6 separate regions of the Mus musculus genome follow, and all the other regions are linked to region 4. A link is a contact called in public HiChIP or PLAC-seq and promoter capture Hi-C data. All regions are on one chromosome and are shown on one strand. Each heading gives the region's core, a stretch centred on a gene start, on an enhancer-like site or on the middle of the called end of the contact. The rest is flanking DNA. Distances are from core to core; before and after follow the strand shown.

Evidence for each region. Promoter capture Hi-C pulls out the DNA fragments that hold promoters and counts their contacts. HiChIP or PLAC-seq counts read pairs in DNA pulled down with a chosen protein or histone mark.
Region 1: a contact with region 4 is called in an H3K4me3 HiChIP or PLAC-seq map of fetal liver, with 3 times the contacts expected there. The contact joins the promoter of Uck1 here to the promoter of Fubp3 in region 4. A contact is called at or near these places in 2 of 39 promoter capture datasets (liver and stem cell-derived epiblast-like cells), 1 of 115 datasets of contacts at active chromatin or transcription factors (fetal liver) and 1 of 9 other capture datasets (adipose tissue).
Region 2: a promoter capture Hi-C map of liver shows a contact between it and region 4, with 3 times the contacts expected there. The contact joins the promoter of Asb6 here to the promoter of Fubp3 in region 4. A contact is called at or near these places in 3 of 39 promoter capture datasets (the SN4741 cell line and liver).
Region 3: a promoter capture Hi-C map of liver shows a contact between it and region 4, with 2.8 times the contacts expected there. The contact joins the promoter of Pomt1 here to the promoter of Fubp3 in region 4. A contact is called at or near these places in 3 of 39 promoter capture datasets (cranial neural crest and liver) and 1 of 9 other capture datasets (adipose tissue).
Region 5: a contact with region 4 is called in a promoter capture Hi-C map of liver, with 4 times the contacts expected there. The contact joins the promoter of Ciz1 here to the promoter of Fubp3 in region 4. A contact is called at or near these places in 2 of 39 promoter capture datasets (both in liver) and 1 of 484 Hi-C or Micro-C datasets (muscle stem cells).
Region 6: a contact with region 4 is called in an H3K27ac HiChIP or PLAC-seq map of embryonic stem cells, with 5 times the contacts expected there. The contact joins the promoter of Prrc2b here to the promoter of Fubp3 in region 4. A contact is called at or near these places in 1 of 39 promoter capture datasets (liver), 1 of 484 Hi-C or Micro-C datasets (embryonic stem cells) and 3 of 115 datasets of contacts at active chromatin or transcription factors (embryonic stem cells and pancreatic cancer cells).

The regions. Positions count from the first base shown.
Region 1 is chr2:32,258,374-32,261,370 of GRCm38.p6, reverse strand. Uck1 (uridine-cytidine kinase 1) reads left to right here and starts at 1,266. Exons shown (of 7, transcript NM_011675.2): 1 at 1,266-1,462; 2 at 1,632-1,791; 3 at 2,704-2,800; 4 at 2,952-2,997. The coding sequence starts at 1,337.
Region 2 is chr2:30,826,859-30,829,757 of GRCm38.p6, reverse strand. Asb6 (ankyrin repeat and SOCS box-containing 6) reads left to right here and starts at 1,458. Exons shown (of 6, transcript NM_133346.2): 1 at 1,458-1,684; 2 at 2,660-2,835. The coding sequence starts at 1,572.
Region 3 is chr2:32,235,077-32,237,889 of GRCm38.p6, reverse strand. It overlaps Pomt1 (protein-O-mannosyltransferase 1), which reads right to left and starts at 1,250. Exons shown (of 20, transcript NM_145145.2): 1 at 1,149-1,250; 2 at 379-530. The coding sequence starts at 1,184.
Region 4 is chr2:31,571,333-31,574,435 of GRCm38.p6, reverse strand. Fubp3 (far upstream element (FUSE) binding protein 3) reads right to left here and starts at 1,785. Exons shown (of 18, transcript NM_001033389.4): 1 at 1,483-1,785. The coding sequence starts at 1,566.
Region 5 is chr2:32,361,652-32,364,744 of GRCm38.p6, reverse strand. It overlaps Ciz1 (CDKN1A interacting zinc finger protein 1), which reads right to left and starts at 1,547. Exons shown (of 17, transcript NM_028412.2): 1 at 1,447-1,547; 2 at 766-940; 3 at 411-526. The coding sequence starts at 935.
Region 6 is chr2:32,149,466-32,152,416 of GRCm38.p6, reverse strand. It overlaps Prrc2b (proline-rich coiled-coil 2B), which reads right to left and starts at 1,269. Exons shown (of 32, transcript NM_001159634.1): 1 at 1,126-1,269.

The DNA.
Region 1 (2,997 bases), core at 17-2,516, 690 kb before region 4:
CCTCAACCAAGTGCTTCAAGTCTGTGCTGACATAAAAGCAGTTGGGCTGGTGGACTGGCAGCACCTCTGCTCGAGGCAGGCAGCAAGACTGGAGAGTCCAGCAGCGTCCAGGTAAGTGCTCCACCCCATTTCTCAACCCCCTAAGTATTCATAGCAAATGAACGTCAGGAGCAATCAATGCTCACAGGAAGAATTGAAGACCAGGCATGATGGCGCACGCCTTTATTCTTAGTACTCAGGAGGCAGAAGCAGGAGGTCTCTCACTGTGAGTTCAGAGCCATTCGTATCTCCTTTGCAAGTTCTAGGCCAGCTTGGGCTACGCAATGAGACATTTGTCATAAAGAAAGCAAAACAACAACAACAACAACAACAGAATTTAAAAGCCAGGTTGTTGGAGTTGGAGTGAGAGTTGGAGTGACTGCTCTTCCAGAAGCCTAGTTTCAATTCCCAGTACCTACTGGTAGCTTTTAACTGTTAGAAAGTTCACTACCAGAGGGAACCGACTCCCTCTTCTGGTCGCTGTGGGAACTCCAAGCATGTGGTACAAAAACACGGGCACGTAAAACAGCCATACATATAAAGTAAAGTGGAAAAAAAAAAAAGTGTACTGCTCTTGCATAGGACCAGAGTTCAGTTCCCAGCATTTAAAATGGGCAGCTCACAACTGCCTGTAACTACAGCCTTATGGGGATCTGACACTCCCCAGGCACTTCAGTCATGTGCACAGACCCATAACACACACACAAGCACATATAAATAAAATTATTATAAATATTTCCTTTTTTTAAAAAGCCAGGCATGGTGGTACATGCTTGTTACTCCCACCCTCAGAAGGCTGAGGCAGGAGAATGTTTGGGGCCAGCCTGGGCTTCAGAGTACCAGACAGCAAGGGCTATGCGGTAAGAATCTGTCTAAAAATCAAGAGATTTTAACAGATTCATAGATACTTAAATAATGCGCCAGGGAGAGGGAGGTCTTCCTAAGTGTCTCAGGATGACACGTTCTCACGTGGCAGGAGGCACTGATGGGGTTAAGCATAAGGCAGGGACGGTCCTAACCCTGTGGGTGACAGGATCTCGGCTGTGCTAGGGAAATAGGGGTCAGTGGGCTGGAGACCTTGGTCTAGTCCAGCACTTGAGTGTGCGTCTCGTCGGGAGGTGGAGCCCCATCCAGGCCCCGCCTCCAGGTAAAGGGGTCATTCTGGAGTCACTGAGGCTCTTCAGGGACACGGCCTTGAGTGCCGCGCCTCATGCGCGCATGCGCTCATGTCCCCGGAAGCGATGCGCACAGCATCCGTCACTACGTCCAGGCGGGAGCGGGCAGAGTCGGTGAATGTATGTCCGTCGCTCCGGATATGGCTTCGGCGGGAGGCGGCGGCTCGGAGAGCGCCGCGCCCGAGGCCGATCGTCCCCAGCCGCGGCCGTTCCTCATCGGCGTGAGCGGCGGCACCGCTAGTGGCAAGGTGAGCGCCCTGCGCCTGGGCCTCGCGGAGGGATTGCCAGGCCGCTGGTTGGGGCGCCATTGCCTCTGGCCCAACCGCGGCACCTGTTGCTAGCAGCTAAGGGGGTCGTCCCCAGGGGCTGGCGGGTCACTCAGTGCACAAGCTCACTTTTGGCACCTTCTGTCCCCAGTCAACAGTGTGTGAGAAGATCATGGAGCTGCTGGGACAGAACGAAGTGGACCGCCGGCAGCGCAAGTTGGTCATCCTGAGCCAGGACTGCTTCTACAAGGTTCTGACGGCCGAGCAGAAGGCCAAGGCTTTGAAGGGACAGTACAATTTTGACCACCCAGGTACCTGGAGAATGTCTGCCTGGAGAGCTGGGGGTAGAGGATAAACTGCTGTGAGATATGGGCTCTACAGAGATTGCAGACTGCCAGACAGATACAGAGATGTGTATGGATGCAGACTGCTGGACCAGGGCTGTAGGAGATGTTTGTTGGATGCAGACTGCCACCGAGGCTGTCCAGGGATGTGTACATAGGATGCAAAGTGCCAGACTGAGGCTGTCCAGAGAGAACTGCTGGACACCAACTGCCAAGGGGGGCGGGGATTGAATGCAGCAGCAATGGGGCTCCGTGAAACATTACCCTCATTTCCCTTGGTAGTGGGCCCACAGAAAGGTAGGGTTTGCTGAATTCCATGAGCCTGGAGTGACTCAAGATTTTTGCTAGAGCCACTTAGGAAGGAGGAGCCAGGAGATGTTGAGGATCGCTTCTTGATGTGTTGAAATCTCTGCCTGGCACCTTGTTGCTGAGGAGCCCTTTGTACACCCTACCTACCGCCTGCCTGACCTTTGGATTCCCCAAGCTGTCTCGGGGCAGTCAGTCTTCAGGGAGGCCAGTTGTAGAAACAGAGGTTAATCTGGGGCTCAGGCCTTGGAGCTTCCTGGCCTGGTAGGGGCCTGTGTTCCTGAAGGTTTAAGCTTTCCTAGGGACTCCTGAAGGTCAGAGAATAGGACTCTTAACTTTGTTTTGCCAGATACAGAGGAGCAGAGGCTCAAATGATCTCTTTCCCCCAGTGTCAGCCAATCAGAAAGTCTTTGTTCCAGTTTCTGGTGGGACAACCTTACCCTTCATCCTGGGGTGTGCTGTGGGGTCCTCAGCACCCCTGGCTCCCAGCTGCGCTGCCCTTGGGCAGAGGTGGTCCTCCTCCTCTGCTGCACCAGAGCAAATGGGCAGTTTGGGCTTCTCCTGTTTTTGTAGATGCTTTTGATAATGATCTGATGCACAAGACCCTGAAAAACATTGTTGAAGGCAAAACTGTCGAGGTCCCTACCTATGATTTTGTGACCCACTCAAGGTAAGCAGGTGGTTCCTGGGAGGGCTGTCACACCCAGTCCCGTGGTGGGTCCCATCGCAGTCTGTTTCCATGGACTGTCCTCTACTCAGGCCCCTTGTTACTAATGTGAGCGGGCCATCAAGCAGGGCCTAGCCTGGTCTCTCCCTGGCAGGTTACCAGAGACCACTGTGGTCTACCCAGCTGATGTGGTTCTGTTC
Region 2 (2,899 bases), core at 209-2,708, 740 kb after region 4:
AAGTGCTGGAGCCACTGAGGAAAGGAGAAGTGACCTGGACAAAGGCACAGACCCAAAGCAGGAAGCCACGATGTCCAGTCTTCATGGTGCTGGGTATGGAACTCGAGGCATTCTGCTCGGTGAGCCAACTCCCAGGCCCAAAGGGGAACTTTTTTTTTTTTTTCCCCATGAATAGGGATGTTTTGCTTGCATGGCCATATGTGCATCACTTTTGTGCCTGTGCCCACAGCGTCCAGAAGAGGGCACCAGATCCCCTTGGCCTAGAGTTATGGGTGGCTGTGAGCCACTATGAGGGTGTTGGGAGCTGAACCTGGGCTGATCAAGATCTCTCCAGTAACCTGCCACCCTCCACCCGACTCCTCCCCCCTCTTGGAGATAGAGCCTCACTATGTAGTCCTGGCAGGCTAAGAACAGAACCTAGGTCCTTTGCAAGAGCAGCCAGTATTCCTAATTGCTGAGCCATCTCTCCAGCCCCTGTACAGATTTTTTCCCCATTATTCCCTTAACAACCCAATAAACAATGACCAACCTGGTGTTTACTCTGTTGGGTGCAGAGTCCCATAGAGCTGAAATAGGTCATGAGAGGAGCTGTGTACCCATTCTGTGTAAGATCCTTGGCCACTGGGTTTGGTGTCCTGGGCTATCCTGGAACCAAGCCTAGCATCCCAACACTTGAGAAGTGGAGGCAGGAAGGCTCTTGGTTAAAACAAAGAAGAAATTTTGTTCCAAGCCAGTAACTCTATGGCAGATGGCAGGTGCCAAGCAGAGAGAACACAAGCCCCCATAAGGGATTGGAGCTACACCTATGATGGTGCAGCCTCAGGACCATTGACACCTCCCCATAACTGACCTTTTTAGAGTCATCAGGGCCTTGCCGCAGGACTCAAAGTTGCAGCCACTCAAATTTGCGTAGGGGGACGCTACCTGGTACAGTCCTTTCTGCTATGTCAAAGCTTCCTCCTGCTCAGGGTCTAGGCAAGTGATATTATGCCAATTTTCCAGATCAGGACATGAAGGTTCACAGAGTCCCTCCAGTGAAAAGTGGGAAAAGTGGGCAGCCTGTTTGGCTAGGCGTCAAGGGACAGAGAATAAGGAACTGCCCCCAGCGTCTGTGGGGAAGAGTTGGGGTGCAAGATCCTCATTACGCCACTTGGTCTACACAGTGGAGAAACTGAGGTGGTTGCAGCCTTTCCTTAGAGAGTGGCCAAAGTCAAGTAGGCTGCAGAAAGTAGTGTTCAGGCTCCGAATAGGGCCTGTGTCACCTCGGATTGGAGCCAGTCAGTAGCGGGGCCGCATGCCCCGTCGGAGCTCAGACGCCCTTCAGCGGCCTCGCGGGGAATTTCAGTGCGGGGCGGAGCCGGACAGTGATGATCGCCGCGAGGTCCTCCCCGGCGGCAGGGGGCAGTGTGACTCACATGCTCCCTCAAAGGCCCGCACGGACCGGAAGTAGGAGTGGTAGGATAACTTCCGGTGCGGAACTGGGGCCTGGGAGGATTGCTCACCGGCGCGGGGTCTGAACCGGTAGATCGGGAGGTGGTGGCCTGTGGGTGTCGGAACACGCGGCCGACGCCATGCCGTTCTTGCACGGCTTCCGCAGGATCATCTTTGAGTACCAGCCCCTAGTGGACGCCATCCTTGGCGCCCTGGGCATCCAGGATCTGGAGCGGCAGGAGCCCCTGGATGAGTAAGTCGCTGCGGTCCTCTGTGGTTGTCGCAGCGGGAGTGGGAGCTGCGTGGCCGCGAGCTCGAGCTCCAGCCTGAGGCGGGCTCGGAGTGTCTTGTAGGGCAGAAGACCCGGGCCTCTGCTGCCTGTGCATGGATGCTGGAGACGTCCTGGCTGGGGCCGACCGGACTTTCGGCAGACAGCAGGCCTCTCCGAGAGCCTCTGGGGAAGCAAGCCGGTGTGGTCCGTGTGCCCTGTGCAGACCTCCTTGGGTACTCGGAGCGCTACGCCTTCGGAGTGCTTGTGCTACAGAGACAAGCGAGCACCCAGACCGGCATCGCGGTCTGAGATGCAGAGTAGGGTGGGGCAGAGGAGCTAGCAGTCTCACCAAGGATGTCTTTTCTAAACCACATCAGCCCTTTCCTCTGCGGCCTACTCTGTAAATGCAGTGCCAGGCGTTTTTAAGAACTCGGAGGCGGGGCCGCAGGGCTGCACAACAAGGCGCTACTGCCCTCCTTTGGCGGAGCCCAGCATATTTAGGAGGGCTGCCCCAGATAAGCGTTTTGTGTCCGGGCGTTGGTCAGATCTTAGGGCCCACCTGTTGCAAGAGGTCTGGTGGGTGAGATTAGGGCGAAGAGCAAGTAAGGCGCGTCGTGGCCAGGTGACTCTGAAGGTGGTGTTTGGGCCGTTGTCAGAGCTGGGGTAACATATGGAACAGCGTCCAGGCCCAAGATGCACTTAGTAGGTAGTTTTGTCTAGGAAGGGTGAGAGCTTTAGGGCTACCCTCAAGGTGGTGTGAGAGAAGATGGGGCAGAGCCAGCACTTTGACAGCATGCTGAAGGATGGCTTTGAAATCACTTAATGCTTTTGACCAAGAAAGAGTTGTGCCCCACAGAGCATGCGCAGCTTGTGTGGATGCTTGTGAAAGGGCACACAGGCTAGGGCCACTGGCCCCCGTGAGTTCCCACTTTCTCTGTTCTGCCTCTTGGTGCACAGTTCTGCTTCCAGCGAGGAGAGCCGGATCCTGGTCCTCACGGAGCTGCTGGAGCAGAAGGCTCACTCTCCATTCTACCAGGAAGGCGTGAGCAATGCGTTGCTGAAGATGGCTGAGCTGGGCCTGACCCGGGCAGCTGCTGTCCTTCTGCAGAGTGGGGCCAACCTCAATTTCGAAGGTCAGCAGCATCCTGAGGATGGGGGTGGGGTGAGGAGGACTAGGCAGCCAGGCCCAGCCACTGC
Region 3 (2,813 bases), core at 1-2,500, 660 kb before region 4:
GCCAGAGTATACTGAAGACCAGCTGAGACACCCAGCCATGTGGACTGAGCAGAAAACTACTGGAGTCCTGGACTTTTCCATTCACAGTCAGCGATTGTTGGATTAGCTGGACTGCAGCCAGTAAGTCGTCATTCCAATAAATCATATGTATATATGTATACTATATTATATTTATTTACATATACACACATGCAAACATAGTGTTCTTCTTAAGTTGTTACTCTAGAGAACCCTGAGCAATACACTGCTAAAACATCCATCACCAAGAGATCCAAGAAACCCAGAATGTCTCTCTTTTGCACTGTACGGCAAGGTGATTCCTGTCACTAATTACAATGACTCTTGGATCATTGACTCTCCTCCCCGATCTCTACTTACACCACAGCCCGAGGGTAGGAGAGTTGCCATAGTCGGGTAAGTAGTCCCAGGCCAGTCAGAGCTACCAAGTTCAAATTGATGTCAACAGTCACCACTAGAGGCCGTTTCAAAAATCTTAACATTTTGCAGAAAAGCCAGCTCGGGAGGACTCCCTGGAAAAGAGGGAAAGAACTACCATTAAAGTAAACGGACAGCAGCCCGGGAAGGCACAAACGAGGCCACAGGGTCCTAAAGCCGCCTGGCGTCACGATGAATTTACAGCATAGCGGGTTGGGTTAATAGAACCAGAAGGACTCTTCCAGAACATACCTGTTGGAGAATTACAGTTGTGTTCAAGCACAGGGTATACATAAAAACATCTGAGGGGTGAATTCAGGAATCTCAGAACTGGATACTCATTTCTACAAGTCATTCCAAAAACACCTGCTGGGCACTTGCTAGGAACAAGGCTGCTAATGAATGAAGTGGCCTCTCCTGTCCCTTCCCAATGTGGTTGAAAACTAAGACCCTGAGGAGCTCTGGGCACTGTCATAGCCCAGTGACCTGGATGGACTTTTCCCTCTTCTGGAGGCATTCCTCTCCTCCTAGAGTTGCTTGTGCCCCGAGCCCGTTCTTTCTCTACAGTTCTTCCCACTCTGGCTTTTACAAGAGGCCGCCCTGGAAACGACTTGCTCAGCCAGGATCCGAACATCCACCGTCCCTAGCGCGCCGCCCCTAAGCCGGATCCCAGACCCCAGGAGGGCTCTCAAATCTGGCACTCCAAAACCTACGAGCGTTTCTTCGAGTCCCGTAGAGTGGCTCCCCATGTGGAGCCAGGCCTGCGAACCGCCAGGCAGGATCGACCGTTGGGGGCGAGGCCGCTCGATTACTCTGCAGCGGCCACGGATCGACGCTCAACTAGTTGTGTCTACGCGGCCGACAGACTCTGAGACGCGCGTGCGCAGCCGGAGCGCGAGGTAGTGGCGCGCATGCGCGGCGTGCTCACCGGCCATCAAAGTTGGGCATACTGACTGTCCTATCCTTAGGGCTCCCTTTCCCCTTTTTAATAAAGCACAGTGTGTTTCCACAAGCTGTTCACGTGCTCGGAGCTCTCCGTTTCGGGCCTCGCGTCTACTTTAGCGGTTTCGTTAAGCAGCGCGTTAGCTTACGGGCAGGAGTAAGAGCTTTGAAGCCTCGGGTGCGTTGTACCTCCTGGAGCTGTGTGAGTGGTGGATCGCTTTTTCTCAACTCTTCCCACACTGGAATGCCTACAAGCTGTCTGTCCCTCCTCCTCCCCAAGGTCTCAGGCTCGCTATGTAGAGGATGATGGCTTTGAACTACTGCCTTTGCTTCCCCAGCGCAGGTATTACAATCATGCCTTTTTAGGTGGGTGGGTATTACAATCACGCTCAGATGGCAAGCCAAGCCCGAACCGACTCCAGATGTTTTGCCAAAATTCAGTTTTTACAAGTTAGCTTAGCATTGGGTGACATCCGGTTTAAGATTGTAGCAATGGGGCTGGGCGATCGCTCAGTGGTTAGGAGCACTGGATGCTCTTAAAGAGGTCCTTAGGGATTTTCTTCTTCTTCTTCTTCTTTTTTTTTTTCGAGACAGGGTTTCTCTGTATAGCCCTGGCTGTCCTGGAACTCACGCTGTAGAGCAGGCGGATTTCTGAGTTCGAGGCCAGCCTGGTCTACAGATATACAGAGAAACCCTGTCTCGAAAACAAAACAAACAAAAACAAAAAAAGAGGTCCTTGATTCCATTTCCAGCATCCACATGACAGCTCAGAATCATCTGGAACCGCAATTCCAGAGAATCTGGCACCAGGCAGTCAAGTTACCACAGATACATATAAAATACATTAGTCAAGAGTGCACGGAATTGTTTGTTCATCGTTTAAGCATAGTCTACCCAAGTTCCTGCAAAGAAAGGGCGCCAGAAGATTGGAGAGCGAGCTCTTTGGGTTCCAAGTTTAGTCTGATCATGTAAGTCATGCTGGTGCTTCAGGACAGCTCGTGGGCACTCAGCTTCAGGAGGAAATTGTGTTGCTTGCTGGAAACCTGAGGTATGTATGTGGCTTTAAAAGCTAGTGGATGCTACTACCCAGACCCTTGCCTGTTCTGTAGCAAGAGGCTTATGCCTGGGGGACTGGGATTTCTCATGCACTGCCTTTGGCACTTTGTTTTTTTTTTTGTAATGCTGGCTGGCCTACAACTGTATGCTCACCAGTGACTTCTGAATCCACACCACCCTTCACTAGTGTTAACAAATGACATTTGATAAATAAAATGTCCCGACAGCCCTGTACCTAGGTTCCAGGCCTCAGTGATGACTGAGCCTGAACCTATCTATATGAATCCCCCTGACCTTTCCTGCCCCAGATCTAATTTTTTCTTCCACAGAAGTACAGTGCAGTCCTCCACTTGTTCCTATAGAAACCCAGATAGCAATCA
Region 4 (3,103 bases), core at 536-3,035:
TCAAGGTTAGCCTGATCTACAGAGCTAGCTCCAAGACAGCGAGGGTTACAAAAATAAACTCTGCTTGGAAAATAAATAAATAATTCTCATAAGCTGGGTAGCAGTGCAAAAAGCCTCCAACCCCCCAATACTCAGGAGGCAGAAACAGATGTCCGAGTCTGAGGCCAGCCTGGTCTACAGAGTGAATTCCAGAACGGCCAGGACTGCATAGAAAGACCTTCTCGGAAGAAAAAAAAAACAAAACAAACAAACAAAAACAAAAACAAAAAAACAAATTTATTTTACATTCAACTAAGGAGGCCCTGAGCTTCCTAAAGCAGCGACTGTAATTGTTAGTGGTCGAAGAAAGCCAACAAGATGGCTCTGACACTCTAGCATTGAGAGAGATCCAGTACATCTTACCAACTAGTGAAAAACAGGGTTCAGGGTCTTGTCCAGCAAAGGAAAACCATGCCCATGAGCAGAGCGGTGGATGCGGAGCTGGGCGCAAGGTCATCCATTACAATCATGGAGTAACTGAAGTATCATCACACTATTGGATACTCACTGCTCCAACTAGGCAGTAACAACCCACCAGAGAAACTTTTGGGTGAGTCCAACATTTGTGGTAGGTTATAAAACAATGTCTACAGAACCATCAGTATTAATATGCAAAGTATAGGGGAGACAGGTAGGGTTTCCTCGAAGGACTACTGGAAAGTGATGAAAAGACCCCATTTTCACGTGACCGGTCAAACTCTCCCAACAATGAGTCCTGTGGCAGGTATTCTACTAGGAACCAAACCGTCATTAGTTACACAGCCCGACTTTCAAAGAACCAGAGAGTTGACAAAGTCAGAGAAGATAAACATCACTGGATAGAGGAAAGTTTGAGCGTCGGGGTAACTTGTCACTAAGTTTCAGGCAAAATACAAGGACAATTTTGTACTAGGCACCATGCCAGGAGCCAGAGAGGTCCCATATTCATTCAGAGAAGCCTAAGTCCTCTAAAAAGCCAGTTTCACTGACAAAACGCACAATATTGCCAGATGGTAGTTTCACGGTCCGAACGAGTCCATCCCACACTCTTCCCAGTAGAGTTAAGACTAATCGCCAGAAGGAACTCTCGAGGACCACCCACTTAACACCTCCCCTTCTCTCTGCAAAATAGAGAATTTCAAATATAAAATATCCTCGAATTTCTTCCAATATGCTTGAAATGCATTAAGTGGAAGGCGAGGTTTCCCAAAGCTGCAGAAGCCACGTCCAGGGCGTGAGATGGATGCCTGGGGTCTACAACCAGGACCTGCTGGGATCTGAATCATGGAGAGCAGGCCGCTGGGTGCAGTCGGGCGCGCGGGCGCCAGGAGCGCTTGGCAAAAGCTTCCTCTGGCCCCGGAGCTCCCGAGGGAACCGCCCGGGCCTCCCGCGACTCGCGGCCCTAGGCGCCCACCGGAGGCGTCGGCGCAGCGGCCTCCCGCCCCCGGCCTCCCGCGCCCGTACCTGCCGGACCCGGTGCAGGGCATCCACAAAGCCCTCAGCCTTCATGCCCACCGGAGCGCTCTGCCCCTGCACCAGCTCCGCCATAGCCAAGCCCACCGCCACCGCCGTCGCTCGGCTCCCCCGGTCCGGCCTCCCACTCCGCTCCGGGACCCGTAGCCGGAAAGGGAAAGTCGCCCCACTTCCGGCGGAAGGGAAGCGAAGGGAAGGCACTGCTAGCTCAGAGGGAGACAGAGAGAGAGAGAGAGAGAGAGAGAGAGATAGGTTGGGGGAAAGCAGCGTCTGTGAGGCGGGGTCTCAAAGCACGTGACCGCTGTCCGGCCGGAAGTGGGGGCGTGGCCGTGGCGCGAGGGGGGCCTGCCCTGGGCACAGGCAGATGTCCGTCAAAAAGACCAGGTTGCGACCCCGCCCTCCAAAGGCGTGGGCCCCAGGCCTTTAGCAAGCGTGGGACCGCCACCGCGGCGCAGGTGCGGCCTTATAGTCCCCCGCTGTGTGGTTTTGCCACCTGACGGAGGAGAAACTTGGACTTGGCTCTTCCAACACCTTACCCAAGCCGTCGAGGTGCACTGGCAGCCCCCTCCCTCTCGAAGTGGGGTCGTGGTGTGCTGCATTGACTGAGATTGAGCACCTTACTTGGTACTAGGACCCTTAGTACGGCAGGGCTCCGCCTTTGCTGCAGGGAGTCCCAGGCTCCAGAATGGGCCATCAGTTTGCCAAGGATCGGTTTGATGACACTGCTCAAAAGAAGCCTGGTGTCCTCTTTCACATTCTTTCACCCGGGTAACAGGAAATACCGTGGGACCATCATTGCTTCCGGGCCTGCTGAGGCAAGAGATCTTTAGGAATGTTTGAATGCTTGAGGGGAAGGAAAAGGGGGGAGTCTCACTTCAGAACCCCCTGCCTCCGTCAGAACAAAAAGTTACACCCCACTGTGCCAATATGTATGGGCAGTGGGTTTGTACGGAAGTTCAGGAGTTCAAGGTCATGTTCTAGGTCACCCGCAGCTAGCTACTTGAAACTCAATTTACTATTCTTTCCTTCCATTCTTCGTTTCAGTGTGTGCGTGTAGAATGTGTCACCACATACATGTGAAAGTCAGAGGACAACTCCCTAGAGTTGGTTATATACTTCCACCATATGGGTCCCGGGAATCAAACAGGTTATCAGGTCTGGCAGCAAACACCCACACCGCGGAGCCACCTCATCAACCCTGAGGCTCTCGTTTTTTTTTTTTCTTGGATTCCTAGAGTTTGGCACATAGCAGATGCTTAGGAAACTAATTCTAAGTTGAATATCGCTGACTCTGAATGATTCCTAGATTATGGCAAAATCAAAGAAGCTGGCCAAACTGCACAGGTTGATCACTTTAGACAGATCATTTCCAAACCCGTAGGGGAGACCAAGCTGGCACTCTGGATGGTGGAGAGTTTTCACTTCATCTATGCTTGAGTTTAGCAAACACAGAGTTTCAATCTTCAGGACAGACTTGGCCCTACTTGACGTTTGTCCTACCAACCTCTGAGGAAACACTGTCCACTCTTCCATACTCCCAACTGGCTGGCCCTGATGAGTAGAAATGGGATGTTCTTCTATCCAGGGTCTCTTTATCTAACACTTATTACAA
Region 5 (3,093 bases), core at 298-2,797, 790 kb before region 4:
TGTGACCTGCTGTGGGATTTTTTTCTCTCTCGAATCATCCACGCATCTTTTGAAAGTCACCCCGAAAGGCTGTCCACGCTGGGGTCCTGGTAGGGATACCAAGTGATGGCTGTCTAATTAGCTTCTACCTGTGTTGTGACTATGGGCACATGGTCCCTCTTCTGGGCCTCAGGTTGCTATCCTCATTTGTAGAGGGGGGTTACGGGTGTGCCTCCCCTTAGGTTTATCAGCAGAGGCAGGAACGGCCAGCACCGTAGCCCGGTAACCCTGTACTTAGCAGAGTAGCCTGTGGACTTCATCTCCTGGGAGCCTGGTATCTTCATCTATAAGGATGCTGTTAGGGCCGCTGTGAGTGTTGGTAAGAATGAATGGGTTAGGAAGAAGCTGAGGGCCACGGGGAACTGCCATACCTTGCAACTGCTGTAGGAGCAAAGCTCTTTGCAGCATGGGGCCATTGAGCAGGGAGGTCGAGTGGAGGCCCTGGAGACTCAGAAGCTGTTGCGGGGATGACTGCTGGGGGAGGCCCCTGTGTGATGGGAGTAGGGTGTCAGAGGGGTCCTGGGAAAGCCATCTACCCGGAGGTCTCTCACCTCCATTCTCTCCATCTCAATGGCAGATGGAGGATCCCCTCCAAGGTAGAAACTGATGACATTTAATACTCAAACAAGGATGCCCCTGGGGAAAAAATAACTACTGGGAGCCAGGCTCCAAAATGTGGGTCTGAGCCGTCAGACCTCAGACTGCTCCTGGAAGTGGAAAACTCACCGGCTGACAGGAATGGACAAGGAGGCCTGTGGTGGGGACTGTTGCAGCAGCTGTTGGAGCTGCAGTATCTGCTGTTGCTGCTGCTGGAGCTGCTGCTGCTGGAGCTGCTGCTGCAACTGTTGCTGCTGCTGCTGCAACTGTTGCTGCTGCTGGAGTTGCGGGTTGAACATGGTGGCTGAAGGGGGTATGGTGGGTAGGGTCAGATCACCACTTTGGGATGATCCAGCTTCTCTCCCCTCCCAAAACACCCACCCCAGCATAACGCCTGCTAAGCTTCACCGCTACACAGTCCCACCCACGCCAAGAGCACGCTGCATTTATACCCGGGGCTTCGGGGCTTCCAGTTCTTCCGGTCAGCTGCCAGAACAGGATACACACACAGACACGCCTTCAGTTCTTTATCTTCCCTCCCATCTCTTCAACTCTGGCGGTCCAACCTTCTAATCGGAGCACACCTTTCCACTCCCATCTCCTGCCTGTCAGTCACTCTACACTTCCTGGTGCTTCCCGTGCACACTTCCCTGTTTTGGATTCCGCTGTCCTCTCCCTAAATTGTGTCACTTAAATCCATGAACCCTGGATGGGAAACGCTTCCGTCCGCCGCAGCACACCCCCACCCCGCTCCGTTGTCCCTCATCCCTCCACTCCCTTCCCTCGCAGATATAGCCAACGCCACTTAACTAATCCTGTGGCCTCGCCTGTCCACAAAGCCCGTAGGCTCTCTGCAAGTAGCCGCTATCCCTGCGGTCCACCCTTCCCGGGGTGCCCAACCCTCCTCCACTGTCGCTTCCGGGGCGGGCACCACACTGGCTCCCCCTCACCTCCCGGCAATCCACGAAAACCGAAACCGTGAAAGCCACGAGCTGACTCGTAAGGCGGGCTCCGGAGCTCCCGGGCTGCTCGGGACGGTGACCGGACCGGGACACTCCGAAGGCCCAGCGGCTGGCCACTCCCGCGCAGAGCGCCCTCTGGAGGTGCGGAGGCCTCAGCGCGGACGCCGCGGCGGGCGAACAAGCCTCGCGCGCAGGTCACGTCGCGGGGACCGCGACCAATCTGCAATCGCTAGAGCCGCGGTGGCTCCCAGGTGCTATGAGGCGCCGGGCAGCGTAGGCTCCTGTCCCCAGATCCCAGCATCGGGAAGGGGCGATTCTGAGTTCCCACGGCCGTCTGTTTATCTGGCAGGGGCAAAGGGGACCGACAGTCGGTCAGATCCCAACTGACCTCCCCAATGCCACCACTGTCCCCAGATCCCGAGCCCGCGTGGGGCTGGGACAAGAGCAAGCGGGCGCGCGTATGTGTGGTGAATTCAGCTTTAAAAAAATAGTTTTGTTTTTTACATTTTTTTAAAAAAGATTTAGTTTATGTGTATGAGTGTTTTGAACGTATGTGTATCTGTATATCGTGTATATCTTGTACATCCTGGAACTAGAGTTAGAAACATTTGTGAATTGTCTTGTGAGTGCTAGGAATCGAACCCAGCTCCTCTGCAAGAACAAGTGCTCTTAACCACTGAGCTATCTCTCCTCATCCCCGTTTTTTGTTTTTTTGTTTTTGTTTTTTTTTGTTTTTTGTTTTTTTTTGGTTTTTTTTTTTTTTGGTTTTTTTTTTTTTTTTTTTGGTTTTTGGTTTTTTGAGGCAGGGTTTCTCTGTATAGCCCTGGCTGTCCTGGCACTCACTTTGTAGACCAGGCTGGCCTCGAACTCAGAAATCCGTCTGCCTCTGCCTCCCGAGTGCTGGGATTAAAGGCGTGCGCCACCACGCCCGCCTCTCACCCCCGTCTTTTAAATATGTATTCTTATTTCAGGTGTATGAATGTTTTGCCTGCATGTATGTGTGTGTACTTTGTATGTGCCTAGTGCTTGCAGAGGTCTAAAGAGGGCATCTGATCCCCTAGGAAGAAGTTTGTGGATGGTTGTGAGCCACCTGTGGGAGTGCTGGGAGCTGAACCTGGGTCCTTTGGAAGAAGAACAAACGTTAACCACTTAACAAGTTCCCAAGCCTCTGATTTCCTTTTCCGTTTCATTGTGTTGTGTAGCAATGGCTACATATGGAAACTCACTATAGACCAGACTGGCCTCGAATTCACAGAAACCCGCTGGCTTCTGCCACCACGTCTGACACAGTTACTTTCTTTAATGGCTCTTACCTGCCCCTAAAAAGGTCCTGCCACTGCGGACACCCCTTAGCCCCACTGGTCTTGGCAATTCTTTTATCTTGTTCATCCCCCCACTTCGCGCCCAGTGTAGACTGAGAGGACTGGCCGCTCGGCGGCGCTAGGGACCGCAGAGGACAGATCACTACTGCGCAGTCAGGTGACTGCGCTAACCT
Region 6 (2,951 bases), core at 20-2,519, 580 kb before region 4:
ATCCCTTCTCCAACGCTGCCACTTCAAACCAGCACCTGTGGCATGCCCCAGCATGGATGACACCACAAGTGGCCAGCCTTCTGTCCTAGGTTGACAGCACAGAGTAACTACAGAGCACCGACGGCTTGCCAAGTCATGCCTCTCTGCCTGTGAAGGCTGAGTAGTCCCTCGGTGGCAGCAAGCATCCCACTCCACAGCCTGTACCCCTCAGGTCCCAGCTTGCACCACGACGGTGCAGACATTACGATACAAAGCAAGCCCCTGCGGTTGTACTGCTGAGAAAGGGCGCTGAGGCTTCAGACAGACGGACAGAAAACCCAAGTGAGATATACAACGCAAACAGACAACACACCGAAATACACGCTAACCTTTCCAGGAAAGAAAAAACGTAGGTGAAATTTAACTACCCTGCAAAAGACAGCTTTATAAAGGTTTCTCCCAGGCAGCCATTTAGCAAATGACACACTCCGGAGAGCATCGGCGCCCCCCTTCTCCCACTTCCTTCAAGCTCACCATTGCCTGGGGAAGGGGGGCGACACCTATTCTTGCCTAACAGTGGGCTTCATCCCCCCACGATATTTACAAAGAAGAAAGGAAAGCAGCAGCGTCCACTTTTATGCAGGCAGATCCTCTCCAGAGAGGCCCACCATCTATCTCAATAGGTCTGCATTTCTCTCTTAAAAGGTAGACGAAGAAAAAGAAACAAACAAAAAAATCAATCTGGCAGGCCCCGAGCAGCGACATCCTGTTTATCATTAAACATTTTTAGCAGCGGCTCCGGGTGCCGTGAAAACACCACCCCGCTTCCCTCAGCCGAACCCACCCGAGCCGGGGCGGCGCTCGGCCTGCGGTTCCGGGCGGCCTCGGGGTCCCGCGTCCCCCACCCCGGCCGACAAGGCCGCCGTCCCCGGGCGCAGGAGAGCCCTCGGGCTCGATCCCGACCCCGAGCCTTGCCCAGCCCCGCTCGGCCCGCCGTCCTCCCGCCCTGGCCGCGAAGACACAACAATGGCGAGCTGGGGAGCGCCGAGCAGGCCGCCCAGGCCGCAGCCCCGCGCCCGCCGCAGCGCACCGCCGCGGAGACAAAGCGCAACCCCGGCCTCTGCCCTGGCCCCGGCCCCGGCCCACCTGGTCTGCGTCCGCGCGCGACGGGCCCGGGCGATGGCGGTCGGGCGGCGGCCGGGCGCGGGGGCGGCGGATGGCGGCGGATTGCGCGGCGGCGGCGCGGGGCTCGGCGCTCTGCGCTCCTGCCTCTGCCTCCTCCTCCTCCTCCCGCTCCTCGGCGCTCGCTGGAGCCTCGGCGCTGTGGCTCGCCGCCGCCTCCCGCCCGCGCTCGGCTCCCCGCCCCCCGCCGCCGCCGCCTCCGCCTCCGCGCCGCCCCCGCCCGCCGCCCGCACGGTGGCCCGCGCAGCGCCCCCTGCTGCGTCGCCCCTGTCCCGGGAGGGAGGGCGGGGGAGAGGAGGAGGGAGAGCGCGGGGAGCGAGCTGGGCCGCGGTGCAGAGGGGCTGCGGAAGAGAGGGACCTAGATGGAGAGGAGGCTCGGCTGGAGAGGGGACGCGGTGGAGAGGGACCTTGATGGACAAGGGGCTTACGTGGAGAGGAGGCCGAGGTGGAGAAGGGGCCCAAATGGAAAGACCTTGATGAAGAAGGGGCCTAGGTGGAGAGGGACCTTGATGGAGAAGGGGCCTAGGTGGAGAGAGACCTTGATGGAGAAGAGGCCTTGGTGGAGAGGGACCTTGATGGAGAAGAGGCCTTGGTGGAGAGGGACTTTGATGGAGAAGGGGCCTAGGTGGAAAGGAACCAGGAGAAGGAGGAAGCCCTGGTGCAAAGAGGCTGCAATGGAGAGGACGGCTCAAATGGAGAAAAAGTAAAGGAACTGGGGGGAGAGGGGGATCCCAGTAGCAAGATACATGGATGGAGATGGGGTCCCAAATCAGAGGGGTCTTCATGGAGAGAGGCTCCTGGTGAAGAGGAATCTCAACGGAGAGTGGATCTGGTTGAAGACCACCCCCACCCATGGAGAAGGCCTCCTCCATGGGTGGGGGAGGGGCTCTTGAAAGAAGCAGACATAGACTGGGAGGGGACCCCAGGGAGAGCTCTGGGGTGAGAATGCAAAAGGGTGGGGAGAATGGGGAGGACTCAGCACCCTAAAAGGCAGGGGATGCAGACCTGAGAGGGAGGGGGGCTCAGAAGAGGGACTGAACTTGGATCCTGCTCCCACCACCCCCAGAGCTCTAGAGCCTCTTGACAGACAAACCTGACAGCCTGACAGTCCTGACCTGTTAGAATGTGTGGAGGGAGAGGGGGATCCCAGTGGCAAGATACATGCAGGAAACACGCAGAAGTGGTACGGCAGAAGTGGTACGGCAGAAGTGGTACGGCAGAAGTGGTTCGTTGCACCATTCCACAGCAAGGTCTCCCTTCCATAACAAGTGCACCGTATAGACACTTCACCTTTTTTTGTTGTTGTTTTATTTTGTTTTGTTTTTCAAGACAGGGTTTCTCTGTGTATCCCTGGCTGTCCTGGAACTCACTCTGTAGACCAGGCTGCCCTCAAACTCAGAAATCTGCCTGCCTCTGTCTCCCAAGTGCTGGAATTAAAGGCTTGCACCACCACTGCCCGGCCACTTCACCCTTTTTAAAACATGACATAAACCACCCCACTTGGGTGTGTATTCGTGTGAATGCAGAACAAAAGGCCTGGGAGAGAGACTGGCTCCCTTCGAGGTTACTGTGCAGTGCTAGGTTCTCCTTATCTATTCCAGATATCCTAGCAATTAAAAATAACATTCAAGAAACAAGAACATATATATGGCTGGAGAGATGGCTCCTCAGTGGTTAAGAGCACTGACTGCTCTCCCAGAGGTCCTGAGTTCAAATCCCAGCAACCACATGGTGGCTCACAACCAGCTGTAATGGGGTCTGCCCTGTTCTGGTGTAAAATAAATAAATCA